7 separate regions of the Mus musculus genome follow, and regions 2, 3, 4, 5, 6 and 7 are each linked to region 1. The links are chromatin contacts, called in public HiChIP or PLAC-seq and promoter capture Hi-C maps. All regions are on one chromosome and are shown on one strand. Each heading gives the region's core, a stretch centred on a gene start, on an enhancer-like site or on the middle of the called end of the contact. The rest is flanking DNA. Distances are from core to core; before and after follow the strand shown. Region 1 holds the start of Zfp472 (zinc finger protein 472). Region 2 holds the start of Tapbp (TAP binding protein). Region 3 holds the start of Cd320 (CD320 antigen). Region 4 holds the start of Kank3 (KN motif and ankyrin repeat domains 3). Region 5 holds the start of Angptl4 (angiopoietin-like 4). Region 6 holds the start of Ephx3 (epoxide hydrolase 3). Region 7 holds the start of Marchf2 (membrane associated ring-CH-type finger 2).

The links. Promoter capture Hi-C pulls out the DNA fragments that hold promoters and counts their contacts. HiChIP or PLAC-seq counts read pairs in DNA pulled down with a chosen protein or histone mark.
Region 2: an HNF4G HiChIP or PLAC-seq map of pancreatic cancer cells shows a contact between it and region 1. The contact joins the promoter of Tapbp here to the promoter of Zfp472 in region 1. A contact is called at or near these places in 3 of 39 promoter capture datasets (the 3T3-L1 cell line, liver and pre-B cells) and 1 of 115 datasets of contacts at active chromatin or transcription factors (pancreatic cancer cells).
Region 3: a FOXA1 HiChIP or PLAC-seq map of pancreatic cancer cells shows a contact between it and region 1. The contact joins the promoter of Cd320 here to the promoter of Zfp472 in region 1. A contact is called at or near these places in 5 of 39 promoter capture datasets (the C10 cell line, the SN4741 cell line, hippocampal neurons and 1 more) and 1 of 115 datasets of contacts at active chromatin or transcription factors (pancreatic cancer cells).
Region 4: an H3K4me3 HiChIP or PLAC-seq map of pro-B cells shows a contact between it and region 1, with 4 times the contacts expected there. The contact joins the promoter of Kank3 here to the promoter of Zfp472 in region 1. A contact is called at or near these places in 2 of 39 promoter capture datasets (embryonic stem cells and liver) and 5 of 115 datasets of contacts at active chromatin or transcription factors (embryonic forebrain, large pre-B cells, neural tube and 2 more).
Region 5: a contact with region 1 is called in a promoter capture Hi-C map of embryonic stem cells, with 2.7 times the contacts expected there. The contact joins the promoter of Angptl4 here to the promoter of Zfp472 in region 1. A contact is called at or near these places in 4 of 39 promoter capture datasets (embryonic stem cells, hippocampal neurons, liver and 1 more) and 3 of 115 datasets of contacts at active chromatin or transcription factors (astrocytes, embryonic forebrain and large pre-B cells).
Region 6: a contact with region 1 is called in an H3K27ac HiChIP or PLAC-seq map of microglia, with 4 times the contacts expected there. The contact joins the promoter of Ephx3 here to the promoter of Zfp472 in region 1.
Region 7: a promoter capture Hi-C map of pre-B cells shows a contact between it and region 1, with 4 times the contacts expected there. The contact joins the promoter of Marchf2 here to the promoter of Zfp472 in region 1. A contact is called at or near these places in 6 of 39 promoter capture datasets (the 3T3-L1 cell line, cranial neural crest, embryonic stem cells and 3 more) and 3 of 115 datasets of contacts at active chromatin or transcription factors (the 230-238 cell line, astrocytes and embryonic stem cells).

The regions. Positions count from the first base shown.
Region 1 is chr17:32,964,085-32,968,172 of GRCm38.p6, reverse strand. Zfp472 (zinc finger protein 472) reads right to left here and starts at 2,342. Exons shown (of 4, transcript NM_153063.3): 1 at 2,244-2,342. The coding sequence starts at 2,264. It also overlaps the pseudogene Cyp4f41-ps.
Region 2 is chr17:33,917,818-33,921,905 of GRCm38.p6, reverse strand. It overlaps Tapbp (TAP binding protein), which reads right to left and starts at 2,428. Exons shown (of 8, transcript NM_009318.2): 1 at 2,182-2,428; 2 at 1,856-2,035; 3 at 1,397-1,657. The coding sequence starts at 2,218. It overlaps Zbtb22 (zinc finger and BTB domain containing 22), which reads right to left. Exons shown (of 2, transcript NM_020625.3): 2 at 2,581-4,088. The coding sequence ends at 3,107. Gm19412 (predicted gene, 19412) reads left to right here and starts at 1,410. Exons shown (of 2, transcript NR_168019.1): 1 at 1,410-1,836; 2 at 2,280-2,617.
Region 3 is chr17:33,840,684-33,844,771 of GRCm38.p6, reverse strand. Cd320 (CD320 antigen) reads right to left here and starts at 1,681. Exons shown (of 5, transcript NM_019421.3): 1 at 1,481-1,681. The coding sequence starts at 1,601.
Region 4 is chr17:33,808,714-33,812,801 of GRCm38.p6, reverse strand. It overlaps Kank3 (KN motif and ankyrin repeat domains 3), which reads right to left and starts at 2,279. Exons shown (of 11, transcript NM_030697.3): 1 at 2,237-2,279.
Region 5 is chr17:33,779,172-33,783,259 of GRCm38.p6, reverse strand. It overlaps Angptl4 (angiopoietin-like 4), which reads left to right and starts at 1,685. Exons shown (of 7, transcript NM_020581.2): 1 at 1,685-2,197; 2 at 2,367-2,477; 3 at 2,613-2,730. The coding sequence starts at 1,868.
Region 6 is chr17:32,187,213-32,191,300 of GRCm38.p6, reverse strand. Ephx3 (epoxide hydrolase 3) reads left to right here and starts at 1,831. Exons shown (of 7, transcript NM_001347341.2): 1 at 1,831-2,266; 2 at 2,430-2,515; 3 at 2,733-2,890; 4 at 2,997-3,125. The coding sequence starts at 1,853.
Region 7 is chr17:33,716,440-33,720,527 of GRCm38.p6, reverse strand. It overlaps Marchf2 (membrane associated ring-CH-type finger 2), which reads left to right and starts at 1,851. Exons shown (of 5, transcript NM_001252480.1): 1 at 1,851-1,982.

The DNA of each region.
Region 1 (4,088 bases), core at 1,093-3,592:
AAATAAAACCAAGAAAATAACAATCTAAACACATCTACAAGAAATAACAGGTAAAAAAACAAAGATGTCTTTCTCTCTCAGACTGACCAACCCAGATTTTCTCAATGGTCAAAACTCACACTGTCCAGGGTTGGAAAGATGACTTAGCAGTTATGAGCACATATTGTCCTTCCAGAGGACCCAGGTTCAGTTCCCATTATCCACAAGAGCTACTGACAACTGCCTATACTCCAGTTCCAAGGATCCACACCCATTTCTGCTCTCAGCAGGTACCCCCACACAGGCAGCATACACTCAAACATATTTATATACATAAAAATGTTTTTAATCTAAAAAATAACAACAAAGAAATTACACTCTCTAGAAAAACTAACAACTACCCGAATTAGAAAGGAAATGAAAATATTAAAAATTTTCCCAAGAACTATAATCCTGATAAGAGTTCTGTTTGGCTTTTATTTGTTGTTTGCTTGTTTGTTTTGGTTATATGTAACAGGGTCTCACTGTGTAGCCCTAGGGGACTGAACTCTGAGATAGGCCGGTCTCTACCTCCGATGGGATTAAAGAAATCTCTCTTATGCATTCTAAATTTGAAGAAGTACCCTAAGGCTAGCTAAACAAAAAAATATATATATATACACAGTGGGTGGCGGAGGGGGTGGAAATCACCTATAATCCCAGTGTAGTCCCCTCTTTCCCACCTTGCCTAAGGCTGCAGTAAGAGGCCAGCACAGGAGTTGTCAAAATATCGGCTCTATGGCCGAACCACAATTTCTCAGCCTGGAGTTGTCACAGGAGCTGTCCACAGTGGCAGCACCTCCTCTCCAGCCTCCTGGAGCAGCTCCACAAGGATGGCCCATCAGCCCAGGCAACCTGAAGCCAGGAAGGACTTCCCATCTTAACCCATGGGCCCAATGCAGGGGAAAGGGTGAAAAAAACCCACCAATCCCTTAACAGGAAATCCCAAGCTCAGGACTTGAACTCACACCACACCTCAATCTGGAAATTTCTGTCCACTCTCTAAGAAATCCTATCCAAGTCCTGCCCTTTGTCCAATTCTCCCATGTCAGTCAGCTCTGGGAGCAGAGGGCAGCCATCCCTCTCCATTTTTCTCTCCAATAAGTCTCCTTTATAAGATCTACTGCCTGGAGTGGCTCTCATCAGAAGAAGCTAAGAAGAAAAGAAGCAAAGAAGAGAAGAGAAAGGGCAGCTGAAGCCTGTAAGCTCCTAAACTCCTCAGCTCAGCTGGGGATACCCTCCTCTGGGAACTGCTGAGGAGGCTTCCTCTCAGAGCTGTGTGGTTCCTGGGCTCCCGTGTTTGAGGATGTCCTCATTGGGACACCTTTTCCCTTCAGAGCTGTATGTATGGCTCCTGGGCTTCCAAGTCCCAGAATACCCTCCCATATGAGCAGAAACACACGTAGCACTGTGGAGGATCTAGAGTTCCAGACTAGTTTGGTCTACATAACTCTTTCCAGACCAGCCAATGGTACCCAGTGAAATCCCGTATAAACGGACAGAACAACACAATCCCTCCCTGCCCTGGGCTTTTTCACTGCTATCGAGACTTTCCTTTGGAAAAGGTCTCCAAAATCTAACCTTTACTTCAGAAATGATCAGCTTAATTAATCAGTACATACAAATAGGGAATTTTGCCTATCACAGCTAACAAATCCAGCTGTGAACTCAGGATGAGGGATGGAGATACAGGTCTACAGGTCTATGGTAAAGCGTTCGCTTAGCATGAGACCTGAGGTTCCATCCCTAGTACTTTAAAAAAGAAGCCGAGAGAGAGAGAGAGAGAGAGAGAGAGAGAGAGAGAGAGAGAGAGAGAGAGAGAACACACGAGCACGAGCCTCTCTTCAGGATGACCACAGTGTAAAACTAAAGCAGGGAACAAGGAAATGAAAAAGTGCAAAACAGTGCACACCACCCACGTGCCTTCACCGCAGTCTGGACGCGGCGTCACCAACTTGGCAGCTGCAATGTCAGCGGAGGCTCGGGTTCGCGGCGCAGGCTCGTCATGGGAGGACTAGAAACTAGGGACGAAGCAGCTTCACAGGGAAGGGACAGGACGGGACTCCGCTAACAGAGCATACAACTCAAGTGCACCCGGGTTGACGGCACTCCCAAAGTCCATCTCAAATTGCTGCACACGTCGGGGAGCCGGCGCCACCTTACAGCAAAGCCGTGGCAGTGTCAGAACCCTCCGCCCACCTTCCAAGAGTCCAGGGCACACTCACCATTTCCTGCTTCTGATGCATCCAGGCGTTCTTCCTACTGAGCGGCAGTCGGCAGAACAGGCACCGGGAAGCTCAAGCACAACTCTCCTCCCTCCAGCTACCCGGAACTCAAATATGGCGGCAAGGGAGCCACCCTCCACTATCCGTGCTTCTTATTGGATAGCTCAGGGGAGTAACAGTCACCCTGGTTCGTGAATTATTCCGGACCCAACTCCTTAGAACTGAGTTATCAGGTTCAGCAACGCTTACCACCGAAATGGGTCTGTAAGTACAGATTGCAACAACTGCCCTGTCCAAGCTCATACCTTTTCTCCGAAATAAATGTGATTTCATCCTGGAGGGTTATCACATTTCAGAACACCTTCCAGCCCGGGAGTGGTGGTGCACTTTTTAATACCAGTTCCACGCTAGCTTTGTCTACGTTATTGAGTTTCGAGTCAGCCAGAGCTATATAGTCAGAATTCTCCCGTCTACACCACACACAGGTCCAGGGCTTCTGAAAGATTTGTTAGTTTTATGTGTCTACGTGGATGAATCCGTGTGTGCGCGAGTGCTCACTGAGGCCGGAAGACGGCAGAAGTCCACTCGCTTTTCCATTGAGGCAGGGTTTGTTTGTTTGTTTGTTTGTTTGTTTCACTCATCACTTTACCTGGGGCTCGGGTTTCCTTGGCTAATAATGGAAGCCAGCTAGCCACAGCGATCCTCTTATTTGAGCCGTCCTCATAGATAGTGATTCAGAAATGTGCAGGGGATCTCTAACGTGAGTGCTGGAATCTGAACTCCAGTCCTAGGTGTTTATCATGCGCCCTTATCCACCAACTCTCCAGCCCCATTCACAGCCTCTTGGGCTCAGCGGGCTCTTCCTGGTATTTTTTTTTTCCGACATACAAATAGTGTCATAACGTCACTTTTGAATAAATCCTTTGCTCTTCAATCAGAGTAAGCTGGGAAAAGCCATGATAGCAAACCAAAACTGATTTCTGTTTAAATTCCTCTGTGAAATAACTTTGATTATGTTCACTCTGATTGGCTTTTTAAAAATCCCTCTGCCTTAATAAACATCCTTCTACTTTCATTTTGCCTACTTAGGCTCATCATATAAAAGCAAACATGTAATATCTGTTGATTTGAGCCTGGCTCATTTCCCTAACATGATGATCTCCAGTTCCGTGTTTTTTTTTTTTTTTTTTTTTTTGCAAACAACATTCTTTTGTGGATGAATAATACTTCACTTTCATAAATACCACATATATTCTATCCATTTGTTCCTCCACTGCTAGGCTCCTTGGGTGACTCCATCACTTGGATGCTCAATGCTGCAATAAATATGTGTGCAGGAATCTTAGTTACATGGTGACATTTACTCTCTTCGTGTATATCTAGAACGGTATAGCTGGATAAAATGACTTAATTTTTAGTTTGGGGTTTGATGTTAAATACCAAAGCTTGTGTGTTGAAGATATGGTCCGCGGATGCTGCTTGGAGGTGATGGAAACTTAGTGATTGGGGGGCTGCTGAGTGGAAGTAAAGTCCTGAAAGATGTGCCCTTGAAGCAAGTATTGGAACTCTAGCCCTTTCCTAAGCAACCAAGCATGAACATTTATCTATTTACTTCCCAGCCACCATGAGATGAGCAACTTGACTCCTTGGGCTTCCCACCATGATCCTCTGTTTTACCTCAGGCCTAAACCAAGGAGATCAGCTGACTGTGACCTAAAACCAAGAGCCAAAATAAGTTCCTCCTTATAAACTGTTTATCCAGGGTGTTTTGTTAAAGCCACAGATTTTTGACTAAATTGCATTCTATCTACATATATATTTATCTGAAGATATGCTTCATATTTA
Region 2 (4,088 bases), core at 1,179-3,678, 950 kb before region 1:
ATAAGGGCCTAGAGAGGCTACTCAGCACTTTAAACCACAGACTGCACTTCTGAGGACCCAAGGTCGGTTCCCACGCCACATGGCTCACAACCAGCCGTAACCCAGCCCCAGAGGATCCAACAAGCTCTTTTGGATTCCCTGGGCAGCTGCACTCACACGCATATACCCATACACACACACACACACACATACAAAACTAACTCTGCAAATAACTAATACAGTCACTGAGGCACACACACCTGCCCTGCAGAAGCCACATGGGATTATCTTTGACAGATCTGAGAAGCACGGTGAGTCGACATCTGATCACCCGTCACTGAGCACGCAGGGCCACCCCATACACTGTGATTCCCAAGCCCAAGCTTTCAGTAGGTTCTTTGCTAGTTATCTGGAGGTCGATCTGGGGACCTCAGGGTCCTAACTTTTTCTTGGTGCTAATAACATTTATTGGACCAGCACATAGCTGCACAGGGCCTTGCTTCAATGCCACAAATAAAAGTAGCTGGCAAAATAGATCCTACTTCTTACAGTTGGAAAAAAACGACCCATAGGGCAAAAGGTAGCCAACACCATCCCACATGAAGACCAGCAGTGTGAGGGCAGGTGGTTTCAAGAGAACTACTGTCCCCACAAAGGGCCTGCACAGGGTGGAGCTAAGAGTAGAGGTGCCAGTGGAGTTTCAGACTGTCCCCATTTGGAGACTTCAAATGATGAAGGCAAAGGACTGAGTTCGGTGAGAATATTTGCATAAAAGCACCAGAAATGGGGAAAGCCAATGACGATTCTATCTACCTGTTAGGTGGTGTCCAGAGAGAAAAGCAAACATTCAGGACATTCAAGACAGATCTACCCCATAGAGTGCCCCTTCCCCTGTCCAGCACAGCAAAGTGGTGGGTGGATCTCTGGGAACTCAAGCGGCAGAACCGCACCTGTGCACAAGCCACCGTTCTGCCCACTAGAGGCCACTGTTGAGGCACTAAAGACCGTGGCCGAGAGCCTTGGCAAGAGGTTCCTTGCTGGGCTGACTGTCCCTAGTCTCTAGTGCGCTTTGAAGAGACTCAAAGTGTGATTTTTGAAACCTAGGATGGGTGCAGAAAAAATTTGGGTTTCGGGACGCCTAACCTTATGAGTTTCTCAAACTCTGGGATCTGGAAACCGACACCATGACCGCCTCTGCAAAGTCCCGCCCCCAAACCACAGTAGGTTTCAATTTTACTCTCAGCCTACAATGAAGGGTGAAGATAAAATCTAACCAACTCCCTTCCCTTAACAAAAGAATATATACTGATCCCCAGTTGAAGAAATGACCCATTCAAACCTCTTGGCGAGTCGCCGAACTGGCCCATCTAGATCCTTAAAAACTACCCATCCATCTCGCGCGCCTCTCGGCGGCTACCTGTTGCCATGGTGATGACGACAGGCTCCCGCAGAGGCTCCGGCTGTGGTCGCAGCAGGCTGGAGAGGCTGAAGAGAGTGCTGGATACGCTGACCAGCAGCCAATCCCCGTCCAGGGCCCGCGGGCAGTTCTGCTCCGGACTCAGACTTCTAGCCCACTTCGCCGAGGCAGGGAACGGGATGAAGCGGCTCATCTCGCAGTGTGGGGCGGAGGCGCCTGCGGGGTACCGCCTGAAGGCGGCCAGGAGCATTCCCGCCGGGTCTGCAGAACCGAAAAGGGTGTAACGGTAGCCCGGACTGGAAATGTGCTGACTACACACAGGCCGGAAGGCACAAACTAGCAAAGTAGTGAACGACTTAGAGAGCATCCAAACGTATTTACAAAAGGGAAAACTGAGGCCCAGCGTCCCTGCGTGAGCTAAGAGGAGGCGACAGATGCAGGTAAGTCCCGAAGACTCACCATCCACCTTGAAGTATAGCTTTGGGTCAAGATCTGGCCGGGGCGGCGGTCCCCTGGGTCCATGGCGCAGTAGCAGTGTGGCAGGTTTCTTAGACAGGCCACCCCCACCTGCATCCTCCACGAACCAGCACTCGATCGCCTCTGGTCCAGCCGAGACGACGGAGACGACGGTCGCTAGGCCTGGGGAGAGGGGCTCCGGTGACCAGAGGGCCATAGGATGTCCGGCGACCGGCGACCGGCCCGCCCCTTCAGACCCGCCATGGGACCTCCTCCCTCTCCTTCCCAGTGTGTCTATTCCTAAACAAGAAGAAATGGGGTCTGCTCACCCAGTGCCACAGCGACGAGCAGGAGCAGAGGCTTCATGGTGCTACGATCTCTCCTACCAAGTCTTTTCTTCCCCTTTCACTTTCATTTTCCTTCTAAGGCTGGGGTGAGGAACTGGAAATTCCCCGATCTGGTCAGGTGAGGGCGTGACTGCGCGTTGGAGGAACGCCGCCCACAGGGGCCAAACAGAGTTGCCGAAACCCTGTCTGTAGCTCTCCAGCCACTCCTCGCCCTGCACCCACCCCCTTGGCTCACCGGACTGCGCCAACTTTGAGCCCTTTATCAGCCTAGACTCCGCCCTCCTGCTGTGCCCTCTCCGCGCCACCTCCCTTAAAACCACACTCCCGCGTTCCCAGACCTGTGCCAGGTCCCAGCAAACAGAGGGGTGTTGGGAAGCCAAGTGAAGTGACCAATAAATATTTTAATCACCGTTAAAAATTAAGACCTATACTACGCGGCTCCCACCTTGTGTCCACCCACTTTCATGACAACCCAATTTGGGATCCCCATGGCAAGGGTGGGGTAGTACAGAAATAAGGGGCGTATCCTTCAAGAGGAGAAAGGACAATCGTTAAGACTCAAAGGCCTTGTCCCACAACACAAACACAGACTTCAGGCACAAACTAGCACAACCTGACTGTTGGCTCTGTGACTCTAGGATGCTCAAAAGGTCCCTTTTCCATTCCCCCACCTTGTTGGCACTACTCCGTGAAGGTGGGGCTCTGGTGTGCTCAGGGGAAAAGCAAAAACACAGCTTAGTTCCAGAGATCTCGAGGAAGGGGCTGAGGAATGGAACGGGCTGGCGACGGTGCAACCCACGCCCTTCTCTAGAATATATACAAGTCCACCGAGGTAAGGGAAGACTGTTTGGTGGGGGAAACCCCGGGAGCCATTGCTCTTAGACTAAGCTCCCCAATTGCCTGCTCTTCAGTGTGCTGCACCTCCACCCCCACTGAAATCCATCTCCACTTTGTGCACGCTGGGTGGGGACCAGACACGCCTATGGGACGGGGGCGTGGCCGAATTTGCCTCATCGCCACTGCCCCCACCCACTGTGGAAGACTCCCTCTTGGGTTGCAATGCTGGCCCAGAAGGTGTCCCGGGTCCAGGTCCAGGACCCGGTCCAGATCCGACCCCACCCACACCCATCCGGTGCCGACGCTCACAGTGTCCCCGGTGACGCATGAAACTGTCCCGCCACATGAACTTCTTGGCGCAGACACTGCATTCGTACGGCTTGAGGCCCGTGTGTGTCTTCATGTGCTCGGTCAGGTGGTGTTTCATCTTGAACTTTTTGTTGCACACGGGGCAGTCAAAGGGTCGCAGGTTGAGATGCATATTCACGTGCCGGTCCCGCATGCTCTTATGTGAGAAAGCCTTCCCACAGTGGCACAGAAAGATCTTATTCCCGTCGCTGTTGCCTGTCCCTCCAGGAGCCCCACCAGAGCCACTTGGTATGCCCAGCCCCACCGCAGAGGTGCCCCCGAGGGTCACTGCCCCGTGCTCAGCTGTGTTCCCTGGTGGCTGGCCTGGAGCCTGTGAAGAGGAGGATGGGAAAACCAAGATCTGGTTGCCCGGCACATCCAATGGAAGGAGGGGTCGTGGAGGGTGGGTGAGGGCATAGGAGGAAGGGGTGGGTCCTCCGGGGTCATCAAGCCCTGCCCCAGCGCCCCCACCCTCATAGGGGCCAAAGTCATTGGAGGATTCACAGAAGTTGACCTGCTCTTCCCCCTTGTCTGCAGGCTCGGTCAAGGTCCGAACATCACTGATACTGAGGGTAGCCTCGGGCTCTCCCCCTGCAGGAACCCCAGAGCCGCCTCCCATTTCTTCATCCTCATCATCCTCACAAGTCAACACCAGATCTTCCTCCTCTTCCTCATCTTCTAGATCGGGGTCTTGGTGGACCAGG
Region 3 (4,088 bases), core at 432-2,931, 880 kb before region 1:
CTTTCCAGGGAAGCCGGGGCTGTTTGCTGATCAAGAGGGGCAGGCAGTGAAGAGACCTGGTACTTGGGCCAGCAGGAAGGAATGAACAAAGACAGGAGGGAGCCTTTAGAGCTTCCTACCTCACACACAGAGCCAGAGCCTCCAAGACCCCTCCCTCCCTCTCCTTGTAGTCAAACGCAATTATACCTGCATACCACACAGTTCAGAAGCTCCAGAGAGCTGAAGAACTGAATACAAGCCCTGGCCACCACCCCTTCCTGCCCAGCATAGCCTCCTCTCCATGCCTAACAACTCACAGTCCTGCCAACTCAGACCTTCTCTTCCTGACTCTGTATTTTCTTGGAATGGGCCCAGAGCAGAGCAGACCCTATACCTCTTGGGGGCAATTAATCAGACAGGAGTCAGGATGACCCATGATTCCTCCTCCCAGTCTATGTCCTCATCTGTAAAAGAGGAATACTAAGGCCAGACTTAATGTTGCTCAATAGTAAGTCCAGCTCCTGGGATGCTGGAACAAGAAGACTGCTTGGAGCTACAAAACAGCCGAAAGTGGGAGGAGGGGTAGTTTATGGGTACAGATCCATAAACAGCCAAATACAATGGTCCATACCTAATAATCCCTGTGCTGGGGAGCCTAAGGCACAAGTTGAAAACAGCAGTCCAGCCTGTGTTATATAGTAAGTCCCTGTCTCAAAAAAAGGGGAACTAGTGCCTGCCTTTAATCCCAGTACTTGGGAGGTGGATCTCTAGGAGTTCAAGCCCAGCCTAGTCTATATAGCAAGTTGCAGACAGCCAGAGCTATAAAGTGAGACCCTGTTTGGAAAAAAAAAAAAAAAATCAAAACATAATAAAAACCTAAAAACAGAAACAAAAACAAACAAACCAAAAAAACCTTGAAACAGTTAAGACCTATTCTCATACAGAGTGGATGGTCAGTAGTGGCCAGTGGTCACAATCGGGCCTCCTCGTCCTGCCCGGGACAGGTTCCTGGCCAAGATTGGGGTTCACAGGGGAAATACACTCCAGGGCTCTTCCTTCCATTCTCTGAGGCAGGAATACAAGGAAAAACTGAAGCTCTGGGTGCTGAAAGAACAGCCACAGAACTGCAGCCTCAGGGCTGAAGGTTTCGGGAAGGCATACCTGCTGCAAGAAGGTACCGGGTGACCAGCCCTGCGTGGTGAGAGGTCAAAATCAGAAACAAAAGCCTTCCAGCCCACATTGAGCTGAAGGACGGCTTGGAGGTGACTTAGGGACAGCGCAGGAATAAGGGAGGAAGCTGAGCAGAACACAGGAGAAGGCACCCATGTGGCGGTCCCCTCTGCACGCACAGAGGGCCGATTCTCTCCACTCTACCCACGCTAAAGCCAAACACGCGTGCTGGGGGAGTGTCAACGACCGATGGGCGGCGCAGCCAATAGTGAGGCGATGCCAGCGCGTGGAGGCGGGATCAAAAGCGGTGTAGAAACGGGGGTTCACTCACCGGAGACTTGGACCCGGGTATGGGCCGGAGCCGGAGCGGCCTCTAGGCCTGTTCTGAGACCAAAGAGGAGCCGCAGCACCAGGCCCAGGGCCACTGCCCGCCCAGCTCCGCCCCGCGCCATCCAACAGCTAGCCGAACTGCTCCGCTCCAGCCGCAGCCGCTCAGTCAGAAGGACGCGCTGATTCTCGCGCACGCGCACACAAAGGCAGGGGGGAGTGGCGCAAGCAAGCCTGCGACCGTAAGTACCCGAATACAAGGGTACTTTGATTTTAGGGCTCCTCCTGGCTTCTTCCTAGCAGTAAAACCTAATGTGTTTGGTGACCTAGGCCTGTAACTCCCAGATATTCTACAGGCTGAGGAAGAACAAAGCCAACCTAGGCTATTAAAGGAGACCCTACCTCAGAATAAAAAACAGGAATTCGGGGAGTAGTTCAGTAGTAGAGCACTTGCCTAGTAGTATTCAGGAGGCTCTAGGTTTAATCCCCAGTTCCATGAAAATAACCACATTAACTTGAAATAATAAACTTCTGCTGAACAGTGGTGGTGTACGCCTTAAATCCCAGCACTTGGGAGGCAAAGACAGGCAGATTTCTGAGTTCCAGGCCAGCCTGGTCTACCGAGTAAGTTCCAGGACACCGGGGGCTACAAAGAGAAACCCTGTCTCAAAAAACCAAAAATAAAAATAAACCTTCTAGGGATATAAATGAACTTAGCAATTTTGACCTAAACTTCACATGTAGCCTACTGCAAATATCACTGCCCAATGGTCCCAATGAATATGGCAGCCACACCCTGTGAACACTCCCCAGCAGGTCCCTCCTTTGTGCCACCTAAGGATTTTACTTATTTTAGCTTTATTGTCTTGATTGCCCCCTAGAATGCCAGCTGCAGGCGAACCAGGATGTTGGTTTCCTTTGATGAATGGCGAAAATAGTGAGGGAATGATGGAATGATCAAATGAGTGAACAGTTACTGGCTTCGAACCTGGACTGACCATCTCCTTGGTTCCCATCCCAACCTCATTAACTTCTAGTTCTCACACACTTGAGAAACATTTATTCTAACATGGGCCTGGTAGATTGATACTACAATTGTATTAATTGTAATTGATACAGATTGGCAGCCTTGGGTTTTCTCATCCCACTTCCACAGTTGAATGCATTGAGTCAGCTTATCCAATGTGGCTAGTGATGTTGTGGTTTCTGCTGGTCTGAGGTAACCCAAGCTGGCCTGAAACTAGTGATCCTCTCTCTTGCTTTGGCCTCCGAAGTATTGGGGATATAGTCATGTACCAGCTTAGTGTTTTATTCTTCACATTACGTTTTCCATAGCTCTACCTTAAGATTCCACGACACTGGCCGGGCGTGGAGGCGCATGCCTTTAATCCCAGCACTCGGGAGGCAGAGGCAGGTGGATTTCTGAGTTCAAGGCCAGCCTGGTCTACAAAGTGAGTTCCAGGACAGCAGGGCTACACAGAGAAACCCTGTCTCGAAAAACCAAAAAGAAAAAAAAAAAAAAAAAAAAAAAAAGAATCTATGACACTACCTCCCAACAAGGCTGGAAGGCAAGTCACTAACCTTCAAATGGCTAAGTTTCCCAGAATGTAGACCAGAAGGCTACATAGAAGTCCAGACTTTCACACAAATGGTGCTGCTTGTGGATGGATGGCCTCTCTACCACCGTAAATGTTAGAGGTTATGACTACTTTTGGAGTGTACTGTGTAAGCCTCACCAATTTCTGGAGAAGGCAATGGTATTCAGGCAGAGAGGGATGCAGACAGAGGTAAGTAAGACAGCCCAGGGGAGGGTGGGGATCATCCTACATTTTTTTTTCCTCTTTTTTTTTTTTTATTATGTATTTTCCTCAATTACATTTCCAATGCTATCCCAAAAGTCCCCCCCTCCCCCCACCCATTCCCATTTTTTTTTTAAATTAGGTATTTTCCTCGTTTACATTTTCAATGCTATCCCAAAGGTCCCCCATACCCACCCCCCAGATCATCCTACTTTTGAGGATCAGGATCTTGGTAGGGTGCTACCTGCCCCTGGGACACGGCCATCAGGCATAGGCCTCCATGAGTGCAGAGCTTAAGGCTTGTTTGTATAACTATGTATATTACATTCCTCCTTCAAGGAATGTCCTCCCTGTTAAAGTTAATAACTCCATGATAATCAGAGACAGCAAGAGTGCAGGAGGCCAAGGTGTGGCTAATGTCTCAGCAAAATGGTAAACATTAGGATCTTAGGAACAGCTTAGGCCTGTGAGAAAGAACTTTAAAAAAAGAGTTCAAAAATATTTAATTTCTCAAAAAATAAGGATGCAATATGAATTATATGAGCTTCACTAATCTAAAGGAACAAAAGCAGTTGTGCTGGGAGCCGACTTGTCAGAAAGATACTCGGGAGATAAAGAGACGTGGGGAGTGGTGATCAAAGGATAGCCCACCCAGCTAAGTTTGTTTGTTTGTTTGTTTATGCTTACAAAAGCAGACATTTGAGTTCAGGGTTGGCCTGGGACAGAGCAAGTTTTTGGCCCAGGCATGGAAGAAATATTATTTCGGGATGGGGTCCCACCCAGCTAGCTTATGGTCTATGTTTAACAGTAGCA
Region 4 (4,088 bases), core at 1,030-3,529, 840 kb before region 1:
TAGCTCCCCTGGAGCTGGAGTCACAGGTGTGAGTTGACTAAGACAGCTGGAATCAAATGACAAGGGTCGTACTCAACCGTAAGCACTGAGTCATCTTTCCAGCCCATTAGTTTTGTTTTCTTTGGTTTTGTTTTGAGACAAGGTCTCAGGAAGCCTAGGCTGGCCTCCAACTCCTTCCATAGTTGACAGTGAACTCAACTCCCCTCCCTCCAACCCTTGAGTGCTGAGATGATCACGTGTGCTTTACCACACCTGGCTTGTGCAGTGCTGGAGATGGAGCACAAGGCTTTCATGCACACTAAACAAATACTGTAATAAGAGAGCTACTGCCACAGCCTCAGTTTCCCTCTTTTACATATGGATCAGCTTCGTTTTGTTCTGTTTTGTGTTTGAGAAAAATTCTCCCTATGTTATCTAGACCAGGCTGGCCTTGAACTCAAAGAACTTGTTCTGCCTCTCCCTGCTGAGTGCTGCCCTGTTTGCTTTTTGTTTTATTTTATGTATTTAAGACAGGGTCTCACTATGGAGAGCTAGCTGGCCTGAAATTTGCTAATCAGGATGGCCTCTAAAAAGAGATTCCCCTGTCTCTGCTTCTGGAATGCTAGGATTTCAGGTATGTACCACTACGCCCAAATGAATGCTTTTTTTTTTTTTTTTTTTTTTTTGCCCTCAGCCCCACTGACAGAAGCTAGGTGAGTTTTAAGCTACACCACTAACCCCTTTTTAATTTTTTTTTTTTACATTTTATTTATTTTATGTAGGAGGTGGAAGGGTGGGTGGGTGCAAGGATGCCATGGGGTGAGAGTGGAGGGCAGAGGGCAGCTCTATAGAGTCAGTTCTCTCCTTACACGAGTAAATCCCAGGGATGCAACAAGGATGTCATTCCCTGATCAAGTACCTTTACTGGCCAATCCATCTCACTGACCCCTTTACTCAATTGTTTAAACAGGCGTTGAACTCACTCTGCAGCTCTCAGGCAGGCCTTCAACTTTCTTTTCTTTTTTTTTTTTTTTTCTTCGAGACAGCGTTTCTCTTTATAGCCCTGGCTGTCCTGGAACTCACTTTGTAGACCAGGCTGCCCTCGAACTCAGAAATCTGCCTGCCTCTGCCTGTGCTGGGATTAAAGGCATGCGCCACCACGCCCGGCGCCTTCAACTTTTAATCATCCTACCTGGACCTCTCAGGTAACTAGGATAATAGGCGCTTTTGGAAAGATTCCCTTTTGCTCCCCTAGAAACTGCAGGGAACCCAGGCCACATATCACCCTCCCAGCTCACAGCTGTCAGTTCCAGCCTTGGGAGTAAGGAGTGTGGTGGGGCAAGCCAACATTAGACTGCTACACAAGCCAATGCCTCCCGGAGTAGGGCGTGTAGCTGCCCTCATATCTCCCACACTGCCTGGCTATCAAAGTTAAATCCGGATCCCCTGCCTGAGACCCCCTCATTAGGCTGTCAGAGCTGAAGCCACACGCCCCCACACCCAGCCCTGGGACTATTTCGGGACACAGAGCTGCGATCAGTCTAGAGAGCTGTGATCAGGAGAGCTGTCATCAGGAAACCTGAAGGACAGGACACAGAGCATGCATACCCGAGGTCCTGAAGAAGTTATGTCTTACTGATAAGGCTCTAGGTGGGAGCCCTTCATGTTGGGATAGGATTCTCAAACGCAGGATGGGGGAAAGAGCTAGATGATGGCAGGACAAGGGGTCCTTGAATCATCACACACACACACACACACACACACCTCCCCAAACATACAGAACCAAGTCCGCTTAGAAAAGACAGGGCAGTTTCCTACAGGAAAAACCGCTGGGCGGTTCCATCCGCTGCTATTGTCAGTAGGTCCGGGGAGTGGGGGACATCCGTTCCTCCCTCCAACACCGTTTCCGTACCATCCGCCCACTCCACCCCACTGCAAGAAACCCATTCCCAGGTCTTCAAGCCAACTCTGGGGAAGGGTCCCCTAAGGCATCTAGGAGACTAAAATGCGCACAAGTTCCTCTGGTTAGGTCCTGGATGGCCATGTGGTGGCGATCTGCCTAATAATCTAGGGTCCCCCCTCTCCGGTCGGCTTTAAACCACCTGAGGCTCCCAATGTCCAAATGGTCACCATTACAGGACACGGCGCCCACCCCGTTGCAACGCACAGAACCCATAGAAGGGGGCTAAAAGCATCACACCCCTCCCGGACACTTGGGTCCACTGTTCCCCTCCAGGACTCGCGTGGTTGACTTTACCTGAATGAGAAGCCCCGGCAGCGCCCGCACCGCACCCGAGCCCGCCCCCTCGAAGCTCCGCACGGGTTATCAAGGCTTTCACCCCTAACTGACGGCTTTTTCAGCCAACCAGAGCACGAATCTAACCGAACTATCCAATTGTAAGACAGAGTGAGCCATCTGGGCGGGGGCAGGGTGGGGACCCGCCTGAGGGCGGGCCTACAGTAGAATCTGAGAAGATCAGAGCAGGGCAGTGGGATGCTGCTCAGCCAGCTACCTCTAAATCCTGCCTGGTTCAGGAGTAAGAAAAGAGGTTTCATTCACAGGACAGTAGGGAGCTACAGGAAAAATCTAAGCAAACTATTCTAATGGGATTTATATAACGAGTTTAATTCCTACTGTCTTGTTGAAGTCGTAAGAGCCTGGATCTTGTCCACCGCAGGAACTTTGCATATATTGTGCCACTTTAAGAAATATTATCTGGGGGCTGGTGAGATGGCTCAGTGGGTAAGAGCACCCGACTGCTCTTCCGAAGGTCCGGAGTTCAAATCCCAGCAACCACATGGTGGCTCACAACCATCTGTAACAAGATCTGATGCCCTCTTCTGGAGTGTCTGAAGACAGCTACAGTGTACTTACATATAATAAATAAATAAATCTTTAAAAAAAAAAAAAAAAAAAAAGAAATATTATCTATATGTGATACTTTCCTATATTTCTAAGTGTTCAATCTATGTGCCCCTGAAATCTATGTGCCACAAGAAAACAAAACAAAAAACAAACAGAATCCTTAGCACAGCCTTTCCCTAGTCATTATCATTGCCATAGCAATGGTTTATTAACTAAATAGCAATTTTCATTAGTAGAAAGGCAAGGTTACTATCATCACCCCTACTAGACATTTTAGGATCAGGAAACTTTTTATCCACTGCCTCAGGCATACACTAGTTACTTAATAAATGTCTGCTCTACTGGAGATATCTAACTCAATGGTACAGAACTTGTCTAGCGCACCTATCACAATAGATAGGTAGGAAGACAGACAGACAGAGACAGATAGACAGATGAAAATAATGTAAATATAATAGACACATACAGGTGTACTTATAAACATACTGAGATTATAGATCAAAAAATTGTCACAGAAATAAATTAAAATTACATTTGTGAAGGTCAGTGAGATGACTTAGCATGTAAAGGTTCTTGCTGCCAAACTTGACGATCTGTGTTTCATCCCTAGGACCATGTAATGCAAAGAAAGACCCAACTCCTACAAGTTGTCTTCAGATCTCCATAGTGTGCTATATACATCAACCTATGCACATACATACCATATATCAATAAAACTTTTTAGCTGGGCAGTGGTGGTGCACACCTTTAATCCCAGCACTTGGGAGGCAGAGACAGGCAGATTTCTGAGTTTGAGACCAGCCTGGACCACAGAGTGAGTTCCAGGACAGCCAGTGCTATACAGAGAAACCCTGTCTAGAAGAAAGAAAAAAAAAAAGTTTTAAAAGTACATTTAACAACAACAACAACAGAAAAAGCAGAGGCAGGTGGATTTCTGAGTTCCAGGACAGCCTGAGCTATACAGAGAAACTCTGTCTAGAAGAAAGAAAAAAAAAAAAGTTTTAAAAGTACATTTAACAACAACAACAAAAAAAGCAGAGGCAGGTGGATTTCTGAGTTCGAGGCCAGCCTGGTCTACAGAGTGAGTTCCAGGACAACCAGGGCTACACAGAGAAACCCTGTCTCGAAAAAAAAAAAAAAAAAAAAGTACATTTAAACATTTAACTTTAACCCATTTGGAGTTATGATCTGATCAAAAGCTACTACAATTTGCTTGTTTGTTTTTTCCTCCTAACATAACTAG
Region 5 (4,088 bases), core at 436-2,935, 820 kb before region 1:
ACAGGATCTAGGCTGTATGGAATGAGTGAATGAATGGATGGGTGTGGAAGGGAAATCTTTGCTGATGTTCTCTAGATTGTTTGCTTTTTAAATTTTTTTTAAAAAAGATGTATTTATTTTATTTATATGAGTACATTGTAGCTGTCTTCAGACACACCGGAAGAGGGTATCAGATCCTATTACAGATGGTTGTAAGCCACCATGTGGTTGCTGGGAATTAACTCAGGACCTTTGGAAGAGCAGTCAGTACTCTTAACTGCTGAACCATCTCTCCAGCCTGCTTTTTAAATGTTTAAATGACTGTTTTAAATTGTGTGCATGTGTGTGAGTGCCTGAGGAGGTCAAAGTCACCATAGCTCCTGGAGCTGGAATTATAGGTGACTGTGAGCTGTTGGACTTAGATCCCCTGCAAAAGATGTAAATGCTCTTAACTGGTAAGATAGATTTCCAGTTCCTCCTGGCTTTTTTAGTTGTTGTTGTTGTTGTTTTGTGACAAGGTCTTCTTCCTGGATGGCCTGGAACTTCACTATGTAGACCAGGCTGACCTCAAACTCACAGAGCTTCCTCCAATTGCTTCTTGCTCTGCAGTGCTGGGAGTTAAAGTATGCATAACTATGAATTGTTTTTGTTTTGTTTTGAAACAAGGTCTTGCTGTTTCAGCGTTGACTGGTCTGTAACTTACTATGTAGAGCAGGCTAGCTTGTAGCTTGTACTATTCCCCTGTGTCCTGCGTGATGGGTTTACAGGTGCGTGCCACCAGTTTTGTTGTTGCTGTTGTTGTTTGGAGACCTGGCTCAGAGTAGCCCAGGCTCTCTTAAACTCACTTGTGTAGCTCAAGATGAATTCCACACTCTTCTGCTCCATGCCCCAAGAGCTGGGATGACAGGTCTGTCCTCAGACACTGATCCTCCTTTAACGCAGGTAAATTCCTGGACACCAAGACCCCTGGTGGTGGAGGACAGGCAACAGGAGGAAGCCTAGGGTTGCAATCTCTACAATGTAGACAGAAATCCCAGCTATTGACTATTTGGCCAGGAAGAGGTGACTAATTGAACAAGGGTGTTAGTGATCCTCACAAACACATCTGCAATGACGAATGCTTGAGCTGGAAAGAGCGTGGGAGCCAGAAAGGTGGTGGAAGTGAGAGTGGGGGCAGGGGTTCCGCCTGGTCTGTGGATTAAAGATCTCAGGAAGCCTCTAAGAGGCAGAGAGCAAGGTTCTGTAATCCCCCACTTGCCATCTGAACTCAGCCTACCAGGGAGAGAACTTTCTGCCACGTAACTCTGCCCTACTTTGCTTTTGACTTGAGAAGGGGTCAGTCAAGAAGGCATCCACGTAGCGGGAAGGGGAAAAAAAAAAAAGAAGGCATCTACGTCCTGATTTGTACGCCCTTTCCTCCATTGAACCGGGCTGGGATGCGGGCTAGGGCTGGGAATTTCCGGCCTTAGGATGAACCATGCAGTGCACAGACAGTCACGTCGCTTATTAGGTCGCAAGGAAGGCGAAGCAGCCATCCCCAAGAACTCTTCATACACACACACACACACACACACACACACACACACACACACGCCACACACACACACTCGTAACTACAAAGCCTGTGGCATTGCACCCTAAAACTTGGCCACTCGCTCCGCCCCCGGGCCCCGCCTCCAATGCTCTCCCTCCCACTCCCACACCCGCTTTATAAAGTGGGGCTTTAGGTGCAACCGTGAAACGCTTATGAGCTACGGGCTCCAGATCTTCTTCTGCACCAGAGCAAGTCTAAGTCTGAGCCGGCTCCCCCAGAACTCCAGCTGCTGGGTCTTGAACTCCTGCGTTCCGGAGTCCTAGCGTTGCTGCACCCAAGGCCACCCCCAGAATCATGCGCTGCGCTCCGACAGCAGGCGCTGCCCTGGTGCTATGCGCGGCTACTGCGGGGCTTTTGAGCGCGCAAGGGCGCCCTGCACAGCCAGAGCCACCGCGCTTTGCATCCTGGGACGAGATGAACTTGCTGGCTCACGGGCTGCTACAGCTCGGCCATGGGCTGCGCGAACACGTGGAGCGCACCCGTGGGCAGCTGGGCGCGCTGGAGCGCCGCATGGCTGCCTGTGGTAACGCTTGTCAGGGGCCCAAGGGAAAAGATGCACCCTTCAAAGACTCCGAGGATAGAGTCCCTGAAGGCCAGACTCCTGAGACTCTGCAGAGTTTGCAGGTAGGCGCATCTACTAGGACTCTGACTCTACTTAGACTAACGAGTCTAGTACTCCAGGACCTGGGTGGAGAAGGGCCTCAGAGCAGACTGTGAAAGGGTAGAAGGGAGGGTGAATAAGAGGAGGTTGCCGACATAAAGCCAGGTCTTCACTAGCCTTGCATATCTTCAGACTCAGCTCAAGGCTCAAAACAGCAAGATCCAGCAATTGTTCCAGAAGGTGGCCCAGCAGCAGAGATACCTATCAAAGCAGAATCTGAGAATACAGAATCTTCAGAGCCAGGTAATTACCCCAGCAATTGGCCCAAATGGGAAAGAGGAAACAAAGTGGGGGTGAAATGTAGTGATGAAATGTGGCTAAGCAGTTGTTATGGCATGAGTCAAAAGATCTAACCACCCGTTTCCTGCCCGGTCTTAGATAGACCTCTTGGCCCCCACGCACCTAGACAATGGAGTAGACAAGACTTCGAGGGGAAAGAGGCTTCCCAAGATGACCCAGCTCATTGGCTTGACTCCCAACGCCACCCACTTACACAGTGAGTATCTCTGGTCTTTGCTGTCATCTGGCAACTCCCCAACCACCCCACTTGCCATTCCAATCCTTAGCCTTCTTGTCAGGTCCACCTTAATAGGAAAGAAAGAGATTCTGGCCTTGGGTTCCTGTGGGCTCACTAGGCTCTCATCAAGGGTATTTTTATATATTGCACCCTCTTCACTTATGATCCTGCTTGGCCAGACCACCCCACCATTCTTTCCCAGCAAGAATCTTCCCAAAATCTTATTAGCCGTTAACCAGAACAAGTAGAGGAAGGCAGATCATAAGGAGCTAAAGTTTCAGGGGTTCTGGGAGATGGTGGTGTAGCTCAGGGACATCATGCAAAGGAATCCAGGGCTGTGTGTGGATGTGTGTGCGTTCCCGAGGTTTGGAACCCTCCAACATCTCTTGATGTAACTATAAAAGGGAAAACCAGAGTAAGCACACCCCCACCCCGGCTCCTAGACTAGACACATCCTCTTACATCTTACAGATACAGATCCTTTGTCCTGTATGCTTCCATCCAGTCACATACACATATATACATAACAGTTTCGATCACAATTTCTAGGTCTTAGATTGTGGATGTCCATGCCCAATACTTTGTTTCAAATTGAAGTGTGTGTGGAGCTACGCAGTGCGGGATGGGCGGGTGGGGGATGGGGGGCACAGAGTCAGAGGCTCCCAGTTCCAACCCTGAGTTCATGCCTATTCGTTCACCCTTCTTGACATCTGTGGCTCTCCACAGCCAACTAGGTGAAAGTTTGGATATCCCCTTCACACCCTAAGGCTGCTTGCTGGCTTTCAGCCCAATCCTCCTTAGACTTAATTCCTCCCCTGGCTTTTACTTAGGCAAGTACCTAGGCATGGCGAGGGTCATGGATGAGCTTTTCCAGGGTCGGCAGGCATAGGTTCTGGATGGGTGATGTGGTGGAAGAGAAGAGCTGAGGGGGTGGTTTTGTGGCTTTGGAACTCCCAGACTCAGCCTAGCCAAGTAGAGGAAAGTTCAGAGCTGGAGAGACAAACAGCTGGCCCTAATGGGAACCACATGGGTGGTTTGGCAGTGTGCCTGTCCCGATTGGATGAGAGGAAAGTAGGGGAAAGGGAGCTAGCTGCCCGAGGGATTGGAAAGTATACTTCCCATCTTTCTGGGTCTGCCCCCACTCCTGGCAGTGCAGACGGAGCTGGCTGGCAGAAAGTGCCTGCATGCCCCTCCCCCAGTGACCTTTCTCCTACTTTCCCTGGCTGGGCTGGGGGTGGTTCTTCCTGAATTTAGAGGACTTGTCAAGGCCAAGTTCTTTCTCTCCTCCTCTCCTCTTTTTCTTTTCTTCCTCTTCCCCCTTCTTCTGGTAACAGACA
Region 6 (4,088 bases), core at 582-3,081, 780 kb after region 1:
ATGATTGCTGAAATGATGACTGTTGTCCTGGACACAATGTAATGGACCTTAATGATCACATTAATTTTGAAATATACCCCAGGCCAAGATAAAATAGCAAAACAGACACTTAAATGAAGTTACTCACAGTATTGATTTTATTGCTACTTCTGTAAATATGACAGGCTGCTGTAACTTTAGGTCCAGATATGACAGGGCATTATGTTATCATTGTTCCTGATTTAAAGAGTCTGTGACTGTTCTCTTAATGTGTCTAAAGTCTAAAATGTTTTTAAAATGAAATTTCTTCTGGAATTTCATCAAGTTGAGCTCTTTACAACAGAAAGGACTGTTCTTCAAATACATACTTTTAAAGATGAAAAAGAAAGGAAGTGTATCTCTCTAAATACCTAATATTCCTCTAGATATCTAAGTAACCAGCAGAAGAGATTCTGAAAGCTTGCCAGTAGCCTTGGTGTTGGATGAAGCACAGATGGCTATGTCTACGTTGTTTTGCTGCTAAGCCAGATGTATGACTTCAGGCAAAATGACCTCACCCCCAAATTTCAGGTTCATAATCTGTACTGTGAGGATATGATAATGCAGGGCTACTCTAGGGTTAAATAATGGGTGTCCCTAAAATAGTCTAAGATCTTGGGAAAGGTTGCAAGAGAAGCAGACTCATTACTGAGACACAATTCTTGCTTGACACCATGCCCCGTCATGCTAGGCACTGCCCTATTTCCTCTTTCAACCAGAGCCTCCGTAATCCAATATGCCCAGGCCAACTCCAGGTTTCAAATCCAGCCTGTTCTCTAGGAGGCAGGGTCTGCCCTTGGCTGTCATCTGAGCTTGGCCTTCAACTCTGGCAATTTAGCACTTAAGCCCCACCTGTCCTTAGAAACCAGTGCCCGCTGGATGATGGACCCCCTAAGCCAACGGGACGAGAGGACAAAGAAGGGTTGGAACCAGGACAATGGGTCTCATTCAGGGCAGGGTCTTCTAGGTCAAGCCCTCCAGCTTGGAAGGCAAACGGTGAGACTCCTACTGCCCACACCTACCTACAATTCCCAGCTATGTAACGTTATTTGCTCTTCCACTTCTGGGTTTGTTAAACTCTCACTTTCACGTTAGTTTCTTGCCCCTTTCCAGCTCCAGAACAGACTCGTTCTTGGGTCTAGATTCTACCCAAGCCAACAAACCTATCCTCAGTCTTTCTCATCCAAATACAGACTCCACCTAATTCCCCTTCCTCCTTCATAAGCCACACCCCTTAACCTCTACCTTAGATATGCCTCGCTCCTTTGATCAAAGCTCCACCCATCTCAGAGTTCCAAGCTCCACCCATCTCAGAGTTCCTCCCTTCCTTCGTCCTGGATTCAACTCTCCTTCCTTAGAGCTTTGCCAGTGGCTTTTTTTTTTTTTTGGGGGGGGGGGGTTGTAGCTCTGGCTAGTCTAGAACTTTAGATATAAATCATCTGCCCTTGAACTCAGAGATCCATTTGCCTCGGCCTCTTGAGTGCTGAGATTAAAGCATAGAGGGGTGCATGTGCTGCAGTATATGTGTGAACAGTTGAGAGTCAGTCCTCTCCTTCCACTTGTGGTTCCCTGGGATCAAAGTTAGATGGGCAGGTGTGCTGCCAAGTGCTCTTACCTGCCGAGCCTTTTCTAGGTCCTGAACACTGCCACCTGCTACAGAAATTTTAATTCTCTGTTCCTGTTTAAACTCCATCCAGCATGTCCTAGGGCTCCGCCCACGGTCCCTCTTTCCGCAACCTCCGAAACCAGGTCCTCGCAGGCTCCACCCCCAACCCCCTCATCCTTAAGTGTCTCGTTCTGCCCAGGTACTTTAGCTGCCACTTTAGAGTGAGTCATGAGAGGTGGCAGTATCTGTCCGAGCCGCGCATCTGTTTCCTCGACCGGTCCAGTGGACTCCGATAGCACGGTGGAATCCCAAAACAAAGGTGGTGGGCTGCTGGCGCCAGCACCCCTGGCTCAGTCTCCCGACCACGGCGGCTCTGTAGTCGTCCCAGAGCGCAAGGATATGCCGGAGTTTGTGGTGACAGCGCTACTCGCACCCTCACGCCTCTCGCTGAAGCTGCTGCGAGCGCTGGTGATGAGCCTGGTGTACTTGGCTGCCTTGGTGGCCGCGTTTGTCTACAGCTGCATCGCGCTCACCCATGTGATGTGCCGTCCTCGCAGGGGCTGCTGCGGCCGCCAGAGGTTGTCTCCCCCAGAGTGCCTGAGAGACCCCACGCTGGGCGAGCATTGCTTTCTAACCCTCAGGGTGAGTGTTCCTCCCGTGAAGGTAGGTTTCAGGGGGCGGATGCGGATTGAAGAAAGGAGGTTGAAATGTCGGATCTGGAACATCCTTGGGTGTTCAAGTCTCGGGAGGAAGCTCCCATATTTCCTTACCCTTCAGCTCTTACTTAGATTGGGTCCTTCTGCAGAGTTCCGGCCTGCGTCTGCACTATGTCTCTGCTGGTCATGGCAATGGGCCACTCATGCTATTTCTGCATGGCTTCCCAGAGAACTGGTATGTCTGGGCCCCTGGATCCTGATGCTCACTGGACTAGGGAAAGGTAGAGTTCTGACTATGAGGTACTTGGGAAATGGGAACCGGTAGGGTTGAGTAATCCTGGGATTCCACTATTTCCTTCCTAAGAAGTCCAGAGCAGAAAGGTGGGATGGCCCAAAGCTGGGTATAGGAGGTGCATTCTGCTGACTAAACTCCCAACTCCCTTACCCAACAGGTTCAGCTGGCGCTACCAGCTGCGAGAGTTTCAGAGCCATTTCCATGTCGTGGCTGTAGACATGCGTGGTTATAGTCCCTCTGATGCTCCAAAGGAAGTGGATTGTTACACCATTGACTTGTTGTTGGATGACATCAAGGATACCATCCTAGGCCTGGGTATGACTCATCTTCTCATTTTTGCTCCTTTTGGGACCTACTCCTACACGTCTACCTCATCCCTACTGTATCTTATACCATTGTGTCTCTCTCTTCCCACCACCAGGGTACTCCAAGTGCATCCTCGTGAGCCACGACTGGGGGGCCTCCCTTGCCTGGGAGTTCTCCATCTACTACCCATCCCTAGTGGAGCGTATGGTTGTGGCCAATGGTCCTCCCATGTCAGTGATCCAAGGTGTGTTGGACTATGCCTAAAGCCCGTGTATTCACCTGTGACCTGGCACGGGGATCCAGATAAATGCTAGTACACTTAGGAGTAATGTAAATTGTCTTGAGCACTTTCAGGTTGGAGGTGATGGAGTATAGTTAAGTGGTTGCACATTTGTTTACTATATTAGCGGGAAAAGGTGTGCTCTCCAGCATTGAGAGAGAGAGAGAGAGAGAGAGAGAGAGAGAGAGAGAGAGAGAGAGGGAGAGGGAGAGAGAGAGAGAGAGAGAGAGAGAGAGAGAGAGAGAGAGGGAGAGGGAGAGAGAGAGAGAGAGGGGAAGGAGGGAAAAGCCTGGGTCAGGAGTGTTTCTGATTTTTGCATTTTCTTTTATTTTTAGAGTGTTTACACACATCATCAGATCATCTTGTTGCTAGAGCCTAGCTCTGAGCATGACATTAATTTATGCTTCCTATATACTTCCTGTACCTAGACTTGAGTAGACTGAAAGAAATTCATACAATAATCTTAGTGACTTTGTACGTGAAGGAAAGTTCGTGGAGCTGACTATACTAGCATATACCTACTACTATCAGCACTTGAGGGGCAGGGGCTGGAGGGATGACTCAACAGAGGAGGGCACTTGTTATTCAAAGAACCCAAGTTGGATTCCCAGTGTCCAGATGGTATCCCACTGTACTCCAGTTCCAAGGCTCTAAATGTCCTAAACTGACCTCTGTGGATACCAGGCACACATGTGGTACAAATACATACATGTAAATAATAACAAACATTAATAAAAACAATTAAGTCTAAAAAGAAGCCAGATACATGCCTTTAAACTTGAGAGGCAGAGGCAGGTGGATTTCCATGAGTTTTCCATAGTGAGACCCTGCTTCAATAAAACTGAACCAAAACCAAACGAAAACATGAATTAAGTCTAAAAATAAGTAAATAGATAAATGCTTAGGAAGCTGAGGCAGGAGGATCGT
Region 7 (4,088 bases), core at 602-3,101, 750 kb before region 1:
TTGTTATGATAGTTACGAGGCATGGGTGAGCGAAATACTCCTGATTTATAATTTCTGAGTTTTATGCTTTTTTTTTTTCTTTTTCTGCTGACAGGAGGTCTCACTATGGCTGTGTCAAGTAGGCTGGCCTACCTCACAGAATCTACAATTCATAGAGATTTGCCTGTTTCTGTCTCTGACGGCTGGTCTTCAAGGCCTGTGCCAGCACATCTAACTTTTTAAACTTCTTTTTACTGTTGCTGTTGGAACTGAACAAAAGTGATTCTACATTGTTTCTTATATGTTCATATTCTGTGGGCAAATTAAAAAAAATGTTACTAAAGCCGGGCGTGGTGACTCATGCCAGGCATGCCCACACTTAGAACTTGGAAGCGGGATTTCCAGGTCATCCTTGTCTGTATATCCACTTCAAAGCCACACTGGGCTTTAGGAAACCCTCTATCAAAAACCCAACCCAAACCAAACCAAATCAGCATCACCATAACCACCACCACCACCATGAAGCTTAAGGTGTGGCTCAGTGGTGGAGCACCTACCTAATGTATCAGGCTGCTGGCTCCATCACAGGCATTGTAAGAATAATAATTCATACTAATAACGTGGGGCTGTGGTGGCATATGCCTATAATCTTACGCTTGTGAGGGTGAGGCAGGACCTGGGCTACACAGTAAGACCTGTCTCTAACAAATAAGCAAACACAATGATTAAAAACCGCTAATGTTTGTCTCACAATATTTATATTAGTTAATGTGTCCCCAGGGTCTTGCACATGCCTGGACCATAATAATGCTTCCTACAGAATTTTGATCTTTTTGGTTTTCCTTCATATGGTTGGCCTTGCTTTCTGTGTAGTTGAGGGTGACCTTGAACTTCCTGGGTGCTGGGATTATAGGCATGTATGACCAAGCCCAGGGCTTTGTGTATGCTAGGCAAGTACTGCTAAGTGTTCTCTCACTGAAACCAGTGCTAGATTGGCAGACAGCAAACCCCAGCCATCTTCCTGTTTACACCATCTACAGCACTGAGGTTACAGGAGTTCGAGGCCCTATTCAGCTCTTTTATGTGGATGCTGGGGATTTTAACTCAGATCCTCATGTTTGCCATGCAAGAGCTCTTGCCCGCTGATCTATCTCAACAGCTCTTTCTACCATCTGTTGCTCCATTTTTTGAATGTATGTCTTGCTTGAATAATTGATGAGTAAATGATGATGGCTTTAGTTTCCTCCACAGAACTCTAACCCCTTTGGGCGGATTTCCTTCTGCAAAATGTGATCATAGCCACCCTAGGATTGGTAAGTGTGATAAAAATGTAGCTCAGTTCACACTGTTTGTGCCTAGCACGGAAGAAAAACTTCATTCCATTCTAGCTCCCGATAGAACTGGGAAGGTGGAGGCCAGAGGATCAGAGAGGTTATCCTTGGCTACAGAGTGAGTACGAGGTTAGCCTGATCTACATTAAAACTGTCTTTAAAAAACACAACAAACAAACAAACAAACAAACAAACAAACAAACAAACGGGGGCCGGGGGGAGCGGAGAAGAAGGCGGAAAGAAGTTATTTGGCAAGTGTGAAGTTGTTTACTTAAGCTCGCCTTTGTTCTGCTCCAGGCTCTGGCAGCAAGTCTACAGCCAGAGATTGGGATGGGGGAGGAGCTGGGATGAGGCGGGGTCCATTTTGGGGGTGGAGCCAGAACGCAGCAGGGGCGGAGTCAGAAGCTGCGGCGCCGCGGGGCCTGGACCGCCCAGGACGTCCCGTATTTTGAAGGCCCCACCTTCTTGGGCGGGGCGTGTATGCTGATTGGCAGATGATACTCAGAGGCAGTCTTCATTGGTTCGCCGTGCTGTCTGCTCGGCGGGCGGTGCCCGGACGCAGGTGCTCGCCGGAGCCGGAGCAAGCCGCTGCTGACGGGCCGGGCCGGGCCGGGACCCGGGCCAGGGAGAACCGAGGGGCCTGCGCGGTCGCCCGGCCCGGCCGCGGAACAGGTAGGCACGGAACAGCGAATGGGCCTGACCCGAGTATGTAGGCAGGTTTCCCAGGTTCCGGGTTCGAGCCTCCGGCTGAGTACTCGAGCGGGACAGATAGGGCGCTACCCTTGGCCTTACTTAGCCCTGCTCAGGACGCAGGCACCTCAATTATCATTTCAAGGTTGGTGAGAGGTCTCCGAGCCTCGCCACGCAGGAGAAACCTCTGTGAGCCTCGGTTTCCCCATCTAGGAAAAGTGGGTCATCTCGGAGCCAACATGATTTAGGAAATGGCTGATGAGAAAAGCGCCTGGCATACAGTAGGAGGTCAATAAGTGACTAATGTCACTCTGAAACCCTCTTCATAACGGTTCTGTTTGGGTGATTATTAACATTATAAAGAGTTGGGGCGCTTCACAAAAAGCTACTCAGTGCACTGTACTGAAAATGTTGTTTTTCAAACAGTAGTCAGGGACTGCCAAGATAGCTCAGCTGGTCAAGGTGCTTGTTGTCTGAGTTCAGTCTTGAGGTCTCATATGGTGAAAGAAAAACTGACAACAGAAAGTTGTCATTTGGACTCCATAGACACACCCTTGCATGAATATACACCACATACATATGCAAAAATACAAGCAAAATAAATATAATTGAAAACACTTTTTTTGTTTTGTTTTGTTTTTCGAGACAGGGTTTCTCTGTATAGCCCTGGCTGTCCTGGAACTCACTTTGTAGACCAGGCTAGCCTCGAACTCAGAAATCCGCCTGCCTCTGCCTCCCGAGTGCCAGGATTAAAGGTGTGCGCCACCATGCCTGGGGAAAACACTTTTAAAAAAACTCTGTAGTCAGAATTAATGTGGTTAGTGGGAAACATACTAGGTAGAAGTATTAAAAGTAATTCCTTTCATCTAAATGAGTAAATTGAAGTTCAGGGAAGTTAAAGCTGTTGCCCAAGGCCATACAGCAAATAGGAAGTAGAGCTTCTGGGATTAGAACTTAGTTTCTGGACTGGGGGTCTAGCTCAGTACTTGCCTAGCATGCACTAGGCCCTTGTTTTATCTCAGTACTGCCAAGAAAAACAACACACACACACACACACACACACACACACCCTAAAGTAAGAAAGAGATGGATGAGGCCCAGAAAAGCAAATTAACTTGAATCAAGACATACAGTATCAGTGACAGAGGCAGAATAAAGTGCCTAGGGCATGGAGCATGGTGGTACAGGCCTGTTAGGTCAGGTGCTCTGGAGGCTGAGGCAGGAAGACTTCAAGGTTCCGCTGGGTTATTTAGTGTAACTTTGGTATTGTTTAGTTCTTTTATTTTTGAGGTCTTACTCTGTAGCCTTGGCTGTCCTGGAACTCCTTACGGAGAACAGGCTGACTTAGAGATTGGATTGCCTCTGCCTTCCAGGTGCTGGGACTAAGCTTGTGTGCCACCATACCATTTTTTTTTTAAATGTATGTGTGCCTCTGTGAATTTATGTGTATTATGTAAGAGCCCTCAGAGGTCAGAAGAAAGTGCTGGATTCCCCAGAACTGGAGTCACAGGCAGTTGTGAGCTACCACATGGGTACTGGGAACCAAACCTGGGTCTCTGCAAGGGCAGTAAATAGTCTTAACTGCTGGCCCATTTCTCTAGCCCACAATTGTGTTTTTAACATTTATCCATTTGTTTGGTTTTGTGTATGTGTGAGTTTGTGAGCCCTCACCCATGGTAGCATATGTAGCGCTCAGAAGACAGCTTTGGGAGTTAGTTCCTCCTACTGGTTGGGTTCTGAGGATTAAACTCAAGTCATCAGAGTTGGTGGTGGCATGTACCTTTTCCCACGGAACCATCTTACCAGACTTTAAACACAAAGAAAGAAAGAGTAAAAGAGAGAAAGAAGGAAATCTCTGGAAGCTGTTCTTGGTGGCACATGTCTATAGTCAGCCCAGGCTCTCAGGAGAATGAGGCAAATGAGGCAGGATGCCTGCTGCAGGTTTGGGTACAACCAGAATCACATAGCCATAAGGTTTATACCATCCTAGGTGGAAAAAAAAAGTGTGGACTGTAGCTTAGTGACAGAGTTTTTACTTAACGTATTTGAGGGCCAGGTGTTACTTACAAAGCTTTCCTGAGAATCTGT